Linked DNA regions of Athene noctua: region 2 is linked to region 1. The links are chromatin contacts, called in public Hi-C maps. All regions are on one chromosome and are shown on one strand. Each heading gives the region's core, a stretch centred on a gene start, on an enhancer-like site or on the middle of the called end of the contact. The rest is flanking DNA. Distances are from core to core; before and after follow the strand shown. Region 1 holds the start of MMAA (metabolism of cobalamin associated A). Region 2 holds the start of OTUD4 (OTU deubiquitinase 4).

The links. Hi-C and Micro-C count contacts between places; a contact is called where the count stands out from the background.
Region 2: a contact with region 1 is called in a Hi-C map of liver, with 7 times the contacts expected there. The contact joins the promoter of OTUD4 here to the promoter of MMAA in region 1. A contact is called at or near these places in 2 of 2 Hi-C or Micro-C datasets (heart and liver).

Annotation. Positions count from the first base shown.
Region 1 is chr4:35,745,690-35,751,806 of bAthNoc1.hap1.1, reverse strand. MMAA (metabolism of cobalamin associated A) reads left to right here and starts at 2,820. Exons shown (of 7, transcript XM_074904995.1): 1 at 2,820-2,944.
Region 2 is chr4:35,876,290-35,882,575 of bAthNoc1.hap1.1, reverse strand. OTUD4 (OTU deubiquitinase 4) reads right to left here and starts at 2,695. Exons shown (of 21, transcript XM_074905000.1): 1 at 2,503-2,695.

The DNA.
Region 1 (6,117 bases), core at 1,571-4,070:
TTAGTTGCCAACAATAAAACATAAAGTCCTTTAACACAAATTTATGCAACAAGGCAACTCTTCGTACCTTTCATATGAAGTTTTCAGTTTGTTCCCCACATTGATACTCTGAATAGGTGTCTTAACACAGAAACAAAACTACTGGTTAAAATGTATGCTTTGTATTTTGTTTCTGGTTTAGGTGGGAAATAAGATGACAATTCCTATGTAAGCCCTATGTTATATGGAGATCCCTGACTTACTGCAGTGATCACAGTGAGGGCAACAGCAAAATTCTGACAGAAATTATCTGTAAAGGACTCCTAAATAGGATTACAGCCACTTGCTGCTAATCTTCTCTGAGTAACTCTCCAAACCAAAACCGAGATGGACTACATGCTGGCAGGTGTGATTCTTTTATTTTACTTTCTGAAACCTACTCAATGCACACTGAATAAATGTTCAATGCGTTTAAGTTCCTCCGGTTGCTAAAATTCTGCCGGGTAGATTTACGATTGTGATGAAGTAATACTCAATTCCTCTGTGTTCAGAATTGATCCAAGCTGTGTGACAAAAATACATAGCGCTAGCTTCCCCTTCTGGCCAAAAGCAGGAAGTCATCCTGAAGGAGAGAGTCACACGAAATATTTCTCAATTTTATTTCTATGTGCTGAAGATAAACACTAGTTTTCAGAGAGCAAATTAATGCTTAATTGCCACTGGGGGAGGCGGAGCAAGTGCTGGTGAAACATCTTCTCGCAACGTAATATAATGATGTGTCAAGATGGGGTCACTGTTGGAACATAAAATTCTTTTCTAAACATGGGCCTAATTTGGAAAGCAATTAGATAAAAATCCCAATTTTTGGACAGAAAGATTGCCAGTGTCCCTTCTAGACTGCTATTAGCTTGTGCTAGTAAGAAATATTTTACTGCTTTTCATATTCTGTATAGTGATTTTTTCCCTATGCAGCTGCATCAGTTATGATTGTAACTTTTTTTTGCTTAGTTTGGGGTATTTCTGCTTGCCTTTTTGTCTTATTTAAAGATTCTTCTTTCATTTTAATTCTGTGGCACAATATTTTGTAGCATTAGCATAAGCTTTGTAAACATAAGGTGTACTAGCACTAAGGTGTTTCTTTTGTGGTATAAACAACAATACACAATGTGATCTAACATGCTTCTTGACAAGCCCTTTTTAAGTTAGCTTGATGGCCTTTTAGAATGCTGTATTACTACATTTCTGGATGAGTTGCTAAGATGGTATGTTATATGAGCAGAATCTTTGTCGTTTTCACTCCCATCTGCTACAGCTGCCTGGAAAAATGGGACATTTAAATCACTAAACAATTTTGCATTATAAGAAGACCAGAGTCTTGCTTTTGTGGGCATGCTGGAGAGTCAGCATGCAAACACAACACGCATGCACATGCATACCTACCAGAGAAACAGAAACTTCCAGGGGCATAAATGATAGCCTTGTGTTTAGGTAGACTGCAGGAAACGGGCTTCCCTGTTCATACCAAACTGGAAACACTTAGGTTTTTCTGTTATCTCAGTCTTGAATCCTGATTATCAGATTTATCCTGGGCTTGGTCTTCCTCTTCATTTTGGCTGTGTCATCCTGGAACCGAAAATGTGTCTTGATGTGTTTTGCCGCAATGTTATATTCCTATGAACAATTCTACCCACTATCTCACTTCCACCAATTGTGGTTTCCACCTGCTTGTGAGGCACTCAGTGCAGGGATGTTGAGACAAAGACCTCTGAGCACTGATGCTGTTGGAGATGCAGGGAAAAACATTTGGTGCATGAAAGATTATGTCTTTACCCTTCATGTTCGTCTACAAGGGTAAACTGAGTTATGCATTCATCATTCGTTCCTTGTCCCGGTGTATGCTTCACCTTGTGAACTAAAGTATTTGCTTTTTGGTGTATAAGATTGTGCTAATTTCATGCCAGCCTAATAAATCTTTAGGACACTGGGGTGGGGGAAAGAAGGATTGTGTTTAGTCACCTGAAAGTGCCAGTCCTCTGCTCCCATTTTTGTCAACTCCTACAGAACTTAGAAGTTGCAGCCAATGAAGCCTTTCCTTAAGCAGAAAGACTGTATTATACTTCTTATGTTTACTGATATACTTGCTATGGTTTCATTGCTGTATTGCAAATAATCAGGAGGTGGCAATTAATGATTTCCCTTTCAGCTGTACAGTAATGGACTACATGAGAAATATTTTGATATCATGAGTCATTGGTGGCCATGGAGACAAATATACTCTTTAAGCCAAGCTTTTAAATACTTTCTGAATTGAAGGAAAAATTAGTATTTTACTGGCAAGTGACTTGCCCTTCCAGGTTTATAATTTTAACAACAAATCAGTCTTGGAGAACATTATTTAACTTGCTTTTACAACCAGTAGTCTATATGAATAATGTTTGGGGGGTTTTGCCTATATAGTAATTTTATTTTTATTTTCTCAGAAATGCAAACGTTTACAGAAAAGGTAATTGCTTTTATAAGAAAATGTTTTTTATCTGTCCCCTTTATATGTCATTTTATATCAGGCAGTTCATCATGAACAATTACAAAATATGTGCATAAGCAGTAGAAAACTTTCCTGTAATGGTTGATGTCATTTCTCACTAATAGCTCAGTTCATACCTACAAGAAAATGTTGAAGTCACTGATGTAAGGTTTTGTGAAGAAACTTCAACTCCCTTGTTTATAAAAATGTTGCACAAATACAAACCATAGTTCTTCAAGATGAATTTTTCCTCTTCTTTCCTCAGATGTTCTCTTGTAGGTCTCAGTCAAATCTCAAAAGAACAAATTTCTTTTTCCAGGTTCTCAGACAGCTCTAACAGCTCTGACCACCTTATGGCTCCTCACCAGCACGAGTACAGTGAATCTGCTCAGCTGCTGAAGTCGTCCCCTCTTTGTAGGTTGCTGAACCCTGGAAGCTGTGGTAAGGCTTTTGTCTCCAGACCTAGCCAGGGAGTTGACTTGCTGCTCTGTCCTGGCCTTTGTAGTAAAACCTTTGAATGCCCAAATGCCCTGATGCAGCAAGCACCTGTTTATGTAGCTGTTAATGAGCCTTTGGGGAGACTTGCTGCTTTCATGATGTTTCCTTGCCTGAGTCACAAATGCAAAACCTGAGGCCTGGGCTCATGTTGCATTTAAATGGGCAAACTTTCAGCTGTGAATATGCTTCCTATTATTTTTATTTCAGGTGTCCAACTGTAAGATGGGGCAGAAGGAATATTTTGACTGAGTAAAGGAATATTTTGTCTAAAACTGTTCTTAAAAGGCTAGTGCCCTTTACAGAAAATAAGGCTGTAATTAGTAGTTACCTTGCTTAGCATCACGCTGCAAAGAGGAGATTGGTTCAGTCATCTCTGCTTGTGTGAAAACTGAAATGAATTGAGGGGTGTCCTCTGAAATAAAGGACAAATGGTCATTCAGTCGCCACTATATTTTCAGTTTGTACTGTGGTAGGGACTGTAGTTATTCTGTAACTTGGGTAAACCTGATAGACAGGTAGGATTTAACCCTCACCACAGACTGACACTTGTTTGTAACTCCAGTCAGCTGTTGCAGGTTGCAATGGAGAAGACCTCTCGTTTCTCCTGTCAGCTGGGAGGAGTGGGTTGGTTCATAGCCACAAAAGGGGAAGCACTGTGATGCTGGATCATGGGGGCACGGGGACAGGTAGGTAGTGTTTGCAGAATGGACCCTTATGGATTTTGGATGCTGAACTTCAATCTCTATTATGTCAGCCAAAATTTCTACTGTAGTTTAAGGAACGATGGGCACATGCTTCACTGGGTAAAAAACTGGCTGGATGGCTGGGCCCAAAGAGTTGTGATGAATGGAGTTAAATCCAGTTGGCGGCCAGTCACGAGTGGTGTCCCCCAGGGCTCGGTTTCGGGGCCACAAAGTTTAACATCTTTATTGATGATCTAGATGAGGGGATTGAGTGCACCCTCAGTCAGTTTGCAGATGACACCCAGTTGGGTGGGAGTGTTGATCTGCTCGAGGGTAGGGAGGCTCTGCAGAGAGACCTGGACAGGCTGGAGCCATGGGCTGAGCCCAACTGGAGGAGTTTCAATAAGGCCAAATGCCGGGGGCTGCCCTTGGGCCACAACAACCCCCAGCAGCGCTACAGGCTTGGGGAGGAGTGGCTGGAGAGCTGCCAGTCAGAGAGGGACCTGGGGGGATGATTGACAGCCGGCTGAACAGGAGCCAGCAGTGTGCCCAGGGGGCCAAGAAGGCCAATGGCATCCTGGCTTGTGTCAGCAATAGCGTGGCCAGCAGGGACAGGGAAGGGATCTTACCCCTGTACTCGGCACTGGTGAGGCCGCACTTCGATTCCTGTGTTCAGTTTTGGGCGCCTCACCCCAAAAAGGCCGTTGAATGACTTGAGCGTGTCCAGAGAAGGGCAATGATGCTGGTGCAGGGTCTGGAGCACAGGTCGTACGGGGAGCGGCTGAGGGAACTGGGGGGGTTTAGTCTGGAGAAGAGGAGGCTGAGGGGAGACCTCCTGGCCCTCTACAGCTCCCTGAAAGGACGTTGCAGAGAGCTGGGGATGGGTCTCTTGAGCCAAGTAACAAGTGATAGGACAAGAGGTAACAGCCTCAAGTTGCACCATTAGACTGGCTCTGAGGAAGTATTTATTTGCAGAAGGGGTTGTTGGGCGTTGGAATGGGCTGCCCAGGGCAGGGGGGGAGTCCCCATCCCTGGAGGGGTTGAAGAGTCAGGTTGACCCAGCGCTGACGGATCTGGTGGAGTTGGGAACAGTCAGGGTGAGGTTCATGGTTGGACTGGAGGATCTTCAAGGTCTTTTCCAACCTAGATGATTCTGGGATTCTGTGAACATCTTGGGTTTTTTTCATGGACTGCTTGTAATAGCAATAAAACCACTAATCTAGTTGCAGTCATACTAACCAAGACCATGCATTTGCAAGTGAGCAGACTGTTACATGCAGAATGCAGAAACGTTGGAGGAAGAGAGTGAAGACAACCAGGTGCTACACTGCAAGTTCAATGTGAGTAGTAAGTGTAGGGATTGCCATTTAATTTGTATTCCTGAATGAGAAATTCACTTTGCAGTAAGGCATAGTAGAGAAAGGAATCTTGAGAGCATGGCAGATCCTTCTTAAACACCCTTCCCATCCTCACAGGGGGAGAAAGAGATGATGAAATAAAATCTCATCTATAAGAAATCATAATTTCTTCTTGTAAGTGATGGGAATTTCATAATTCTGTAACCATATCCAGTAGTGAATGTAGCCATGCCAGACCTTGTAACATCCAGAATGGGGGACCAACAGAGTTCCTAGCAGAGGTATGTCTTTATATGTTCAGGGAAAAGTTGGTGAGTTTCAAGCTGATGCTGCTTATTTAATGTCATCAATTATTTGTCCTGTTGTAATTTAATTTACATCATAGAGTTTGATAGTTTTGTATTTGCCTTTGCAGCACATTGCTTATAGCTACATCTTTGAACATATTAAATATTGCTGTGATAATAGCGTGCACAAAGATTACTTCGGGACTTCTTAAAGAGGAGGTGAACAGAGCAGGGAAATCGGAGTTCTGCCAGAGAAAGGAAGGACAAATGAATCCAACTAAAACTGCAAGGGGAAGCCAGTTAGATGGAATGTAAATTTGCATGGTGGAATTTGGCAAAGATACTAATGGTAATATTGTTTCTACTGTACAGAAGGCTCCTCTTCTATTATCTGACAATGATTGGGATTCAGTTGCACATTTTTTCTGTAGATTTGTGCCTCCCCACACCCTTACTTCATAGCACAATACTTATAACGCTTTACAGGATGTTTGATTTAATATTGGCTCAGAAGGAAGGCTGCCATTTCATGAGTAACCAACAGTTCTGTTTTCTTTAACATCTGGGGTAGATTAAGGAGGTTAAACCAGATCATTTTCCTTAAATATCAGACAAGTTTGCCGACTGTGATGGAATAACTATGGGATGCACATTTTTATTTTTCTGGCACCCTTGGGAAATAGAAGCAGAGAGAACCTAAAGAGGAAGATTGAAATTAAATTTGAAATTAATAAAACCCCTCACAAGCACACCCCCCCCCCCCCCCAAAAAAAAAAAAAAAAAAGGAA
Region 2 (6,286 bases), core at 1,446-3,945, 130 kb before region 1:
GGTGGATAAGAAATTGGCTGGATGGTCACACTCAAAGAGTTGCGGTCAGCACTCTCAGGTGGAGAGCAGTGACGACTGATGTTCCTCAGGGGTCGGGGTTGGAACTAGCACTGCTTAACACCTTTGTTGGCGACACCGACAGTGGGATCGAGTGCACCCTCTGCAAGTTTGGTGATGACACTGAGCTGTGTGGTGCGGTCGACAGGCTGAAGGGAAGGGATGTGCCATCCGGAGGGACCTGGACAGGTGGGCCCATGCAAACCTTATGGAGTTCAACAAGGCCAAGTGCAAGGTCCTGCCCATGGGTCACCAATACCCCCAAGCACAAATACAAGCTGGGCAAAGAGTGGATTGAGAGCAGCCCTGCGGAGAAGGACTCGGGGGTATTAGCAAATGGAAAACTGTGAGCCAGCAGTGTGCACTCACAGCCCAGAAAGCCAACTGTGTCCTGGGCTGCATCAAGAGAAGTGTGTCCCCTCAAGGGAGGGGATTCTCCCCCTCTGCTCTCATGAGACCCCCCCCCAGAGTGCTGTGTCCAGCTCTGGGGGCACCAACATCAGAAGGACACAGACCTGCTCAAGCAGGTCCAGAGAAGGCCACAAAGATGCTCAGGGGGTTGGAGCACCTCCCCTGTGAGGACAGGCTGAGAGTTGGGGGTGTTCAGCCTGGAGAAGAGAAGGCTCCGGGGAGACCTCAGAGCGGCCTGCCAGTACTGAAAGGGGCTACAGGAAAGGTGGGGAGGGACTCTTGATTGGAGAGTGTAGGGACAGGACAAGGGGTAATGGTTTTAAACTGAAAGCAGGCAGATTTGGATTAGATAAAAGGAAGAAATTCTTTCCTGTGAGGGTGGTGAGGCCCTGGCACAGGTTGCCCGGAGAAGCTGTGGCTGCCCCCTCCCTGGAAGGGTTCAAGGCCAGGTTGGACGGGGCTTTGGGCAACCTGGTCTAGTGGAAGGTGTCCCTGCCCACGGCAGGGGGGTTGGGACTAGAATGGTCTTTAAGGTCCCTTCCAACCAAACCATTCTATGACCTAAACCTCTAAGACAGAGAACTGGTTAAGCAGCATGGAGATGTTTAAGTAAAGAAGTGTGAGGTAAAAATACTAGCGAGGAGCTGGAGGGAAAGCTCAAACTTCTCACCAGAAGATGGGAAAGGTTATCTAACAAAACTGAACTACAAACAATTGCTGACACTGACTCAGATACCACATTCACTTAAACTCAGACTAGCAGAGTCCTGCATGGAGGTGCTGCTTCTGTAGATAAAAGCAATTTGGCAAGACACTTTTCAGACCTATCAATCTAGTACCCAGTTAAGAGTTTCTTTGGAATATTCCATTTTTCCTCACCCTATTTGTCACAGTTAAGAGACAGAAATATCCTCCAACATGTTTACAAATTTGTCTTCCCTCGTATTTAAGCCTTTTGTCATTGTGATTCTAAAGGTTGGTTAGGGGAAGGGCAAACACCTTTTGTCACATCTGCTCAATTCAAGAACGCCTGTACACACAAGGTCATCTAGTATGTGACAGAATGTAAATGTAGTTCTGATGAAGGGAATACACTGAGAAAATTAAATAATTGAAGTCATATAGTTATCAGTTTCTTAAAAGCCTGCTCTTTTAGCAACCGACTCCTAAAGTCAATCAAGCAATGGTGACCCAGATTAATTCTTCCAAATACTGCTATTCAAGAAGCAATCTGTTTCTAGAAAGGTGAAGTTCTCACTGAAGGTTATCTAGCCTGTAGTACACGCACAGTTTCTAAGGCAGAAGAAATGCCTCCACCAAAAGACACCTGAAATACCTCAACATTAAATGCTCTATCAAGATAAGAATGGCCAAACTATAACTCATGAGTTATTACAGATGTTCTAATTAGTAAGCTGGTTTATTAAAACTTCTAGCCGGCACTTTTACCACAAGCAGCAGCTCCAGCCACTAGTTCCTCCTCTGCACCAACCTCTCTTGCTCACACAATCTCTTCTTCTGCCTGTACATGAATCAGCTCAGGAAGCTGACTCAAGCTAAAAACAAAAAAAAACAAAACAAAAAAACCAAACAAACAACAAAAAAACCCCCACCACAACTTAATTTTTTAAAACCAAGATTAGTTTTGTGATTCAGTTGACGGCCGGCCTGTGCCAACACCTGGGCCGCAAAGGGGGAGGAGGGGCAGCGCGGCGGGCGGGGGGCTGCCTGTACTCATCCCACTGCAGCCTCGGCGGGAGGAGGCCGGCTCTCACCCAGCCTCACGCCCGTCCCTTCCCTCTTCACCAAAAGCCTCCTCTCAGCCCGCAAGCCTGGCCTGGGCGACCCGGCCCAGGCCAGGGCCGGGCACGGGGGCGGCCCCTGGGCCTGCAGCCCGGCGGAGGAACGGGCCCCACGAGGACACAGGGCCCTCCCGCCGCGGGCACTCAGGCCGCCGGGGCTGTGGGGCCGGACTCCCCGCCCGGAGAGGCCACGGCGCGGCGGGGCCCGCACCCTCCCCTCAGCCGCACTTACCGGCGGAGGGGCGGGCGGCCCCCTCCTTCTCTTCTCTTCTCCCCCTCCCGCCGAGCCACGGCAGCAGCAGCGACGCCGCCCCCTCCTCGCCTCGCCGCGGCCCCGGCACTTCAATCTCCCGCGGCGGCCGCTCCGCTCGCGTCGCTCCCCGATGATGCGGCCGCTGCCAGCCCCGTCCCGGTCTCGCCCTCCCGCCTCGCCACCCTCTCATCACTCTTCGGCGCTCCCCCTCCGCCCGCTATTGGTTTGTCCCACTGGCCACACCTGTGCGGGCTGCTGCGGCTCCTACCATTCTCCGCCCGGGGGAGGGAGGAAGGAGGCGGTGGGGGAAGAATACGGAGGTGCTGGAAGATGGAGGGTTGCGCGGGGTGTGTGTGTGTGTGGCGGGGCTGTTTCTCCGGACTTCGTCGCTGGACGGCTTTGAGGAGCCGGGTGGTGCCGAGGCGAGCGGCGGGTCGCCTCATGTCGCCACCCGCGGAGGGACGCAGTGGTACCGCCGGGGAACGTCTCCCTTCCCCCCGGCCACCCCACATGGCGTGAGGGTGAGGGTGAGGGTGAGGGTGAGGGTGAGGGTGAGGGTGAGGGTGAGGGTGAGGGTGAGGGTGAGGGTGAGGGTGAGGGTGAGGGTGAGGGTGAGGGTCAGGGTCAGGGTCAGGGTCAGGGTCAGGGTCCCTGCCCGCCCGCCCGCCCTCACACCTGCTGCCTAACAGCACCGCTGTCTCCAGCAGCACTTTAGCCTAGCTGTAGGCACCCCACTCCCCGCCCCGACTGTGGGATGCAACAGGAAAAACGTTTTTAAGAGTTTTTCTGACAGGTATTTTTTTGTAATGAGTTAACAGCCCGGAAGAACAAGTGTGGGACAGGAGAGAGGGAGTATCCGGCAATCGCTGTCCAGAGGAAAAATTGTTAAAACTCTGCCCTCGGTATGTGCGTGCTGTTACAGTGACAGTGTGTATTTTCATATCACATTGCTCTTTCTCAGAAATGCTATAACGGACGTGAAGAAATATGTAAAATGTCTGTAACTCAGGCGTGGGAAGGTTGCGAGAAGATTAAGTAAGTGTGTTGCAAATTAAAATATGGTGTTTTTTTCTTAATAAAATGCTTATTCAGTCTAGGAAGTCATCACTCAAACACATAATCAATCCAAAGTGTTTAGGGGGACCTAATAAAAAAAATACTTCAAGCTAGCTAGCATAAATATTAATAGTGGTGATAAAGCCTGATGCTTAAGGAGACGCAGTAAAAAAAAAAAAAAAAATAGAAACATGGTCTGGTTAAAAAAAAAGTATTTTTAGGTTGCCTATTTGCTTAGTAGTCCATTATGAGATTTTTGTCTTTGAATTGACCATTTTTGGTTGAAGTAGCATATGAGATTATATAAACTATTGGGCTTATCTGGTAAAGTGCAATTCAGTTCCCCTATTCTGTGCATGTTAAATCGAAGCTAGTATGTGAACAGTACTTTTGAAGACAGTAGGCTAAAATGCAATCCTGTGGAAGTCATTTATCCCTATATGTTCTTAGGTTTCCGAGGTTAACAGCACGGCACACATTTAAGCTGGTAGCGCCTCTGTGTGTCTGCATTTGTGCCGGACAGTGAAGCACATTGAGAAAACTGACCCAGGTGACAGCCAGGCCTTCCCCTGCGTTATTTTTCAGAGAGATCACGTCTTCAAACCATTTTGTTGTGCACTTGCTGCACAACCACTGACACAAGAGAGGGAGAAGGTGGGAAAGAGAAAACAGATGAAGAGGGGATGGCAGGTTTTGGTATAGTGCCAGGTCAGATCTTTGTCAGACTTCAGGTTGAGAGATCAAGGATGTTAAGAGTTGTCCCAGACCCCTTGTACCAAATCTGAACAGCCTGTTCAAAGTCTTTATTTAATTCTTCCATGGTAAAATGTGTTCCCCATCAGATGTGTGCATTCTGACAAGTAACGATTACTTGGGTTTGGAGTATTTTGTGAATGTTTACAGTTTCTTACCTGGGTTGTGTTCCTACTGACATCTACAAAACAGTTACACCCCTTATGCAGAAGCTTTAAAAAATACATATACAAAATAATTGAACAGTAACAGATGCTGTTACTTGTTGGAAGGAAAGAATAAACCTTTCCAGACCTCAGAAGTACCATAAATAGTTCAGTCCAACATTTAATTGAGTCAGTAGGAAGATTTCTGTTGCCATAGATGAATGGACCAGGCTTAAACACAGAGGAGTAAGAGCGTCTTCAACATGAACCATTTTATTGATGGATCTCTGTGTGTAGACCAAGTGTGGGAGAGCTGAGCACGCACACGACCAATGTGATCAAGCAGTGCCCGTTTATTACAACTAAGAAAGCCCTTTTATAATGTTCTCCCGCACACATAAGTAACGTGCAGTACAAGTCCTCAAGATTGGACAGTTAACTTAGCCCGCGCTTTAAACCTTCTTATGATTGGATAAAAAGTGCCACATCAGCCTTGCCAGGCTCCCTGCCTTGTGTAACTTCCTCTTCCGTCCCAACCCCTTCCGGGGGTTGTTTGTCTCGTCGAGTTTCTCCTCCCTCATTCAGGGTCACGTTCTTATTGCATTCTTGCTTGGCTGAGGCTCTTATCAGTCTTGTTCTCACGCAGGATTGCTCACGTCCATTCTCTCGCAGAAAGTCCTCTAGAATCCCAACAGACCAAGTTGGTCTTAATTCTGCTGTTGAGGAGTTGATCTGATTTCATGACCATGTCACAGAATAGCAGTGCAATCATAGCAGAATGGTTGCATTATTCCTGCATTCTATTTATAGCTGACTGTGCTTATGCACAAATCAAAGATCATATACTCCCAGGATCTACATTACTTCATTACACCTCAGGGAACTACAGAAATGCAGTCTACTCAAGTTTAAAATTATTATTCTTCAAAAATGTAGTAATCATGTAACATTTTGCCTTCTGGAGAGTTTTGGTCAAGGCTAGAAAACCCAGGCTGATATTTTAAGAGCTTTCCTTCCATGCAGATTTAATACCACGTCAGATTCGAGGATGAACTTAACATTCAGGTGGGCAGTACTGAAAAAATGATGAGCTGATGGCACAGTCAGCAGCTTAATATCTCAGCACAACAGAGCAAGCAACAGAAGGGTTGGTTTGAGTTTGTGGTATGAATTCCTTTGAGAGCAACTAATTAACACTGTTCCACATAGAATGAAATCCTTTCCAACCTAGTTGATTCTGTGATTCTGTGAAAAAGACAGGATAAAAGGGCCACATGTGACATGATGGTCACATTTCTTAATTCTCTACCAGAAGCATTTTGGATGCTGCGGTAGGAGGTTCTGGCCAGAATATCCCTTTGCGGTCTCTAATTTGGGGAAGAAAATTTTCCTTGGTTGGATTTTTCTAGCCAAATGGTTACCATTCAGTATGACAGAAATGATAAAAAGCATATCATGGTAAAAGCTGTTCCTTCTACCCTTGGGGAATGCTTCTTTATAAATCGTCTTGAAGATGTTGGTCTGAAGGTGTAAGTCTGTGTAGTCAAGAAATATTGAGAGGTAAGGCAAGAAGAGTCACTTAAAAGGTTTCGGAAGTAATGAATGGTTGTGTTCTAAGCATAGCTCATCTTGGAGCAGCAGAAATACTGATTCCTAGTTTCCCACAGTTTCATGTCTCCTGTCTTTACATCACCTACACCCCCGTATTGCTACACCAACAGCACGAGCTTCCTATTGTGTTCCCCTCTTTCTAGATGCCACGCACATTGCTCTGGCACCCCATTAGACTCTGAGCTCTCTCACATGCC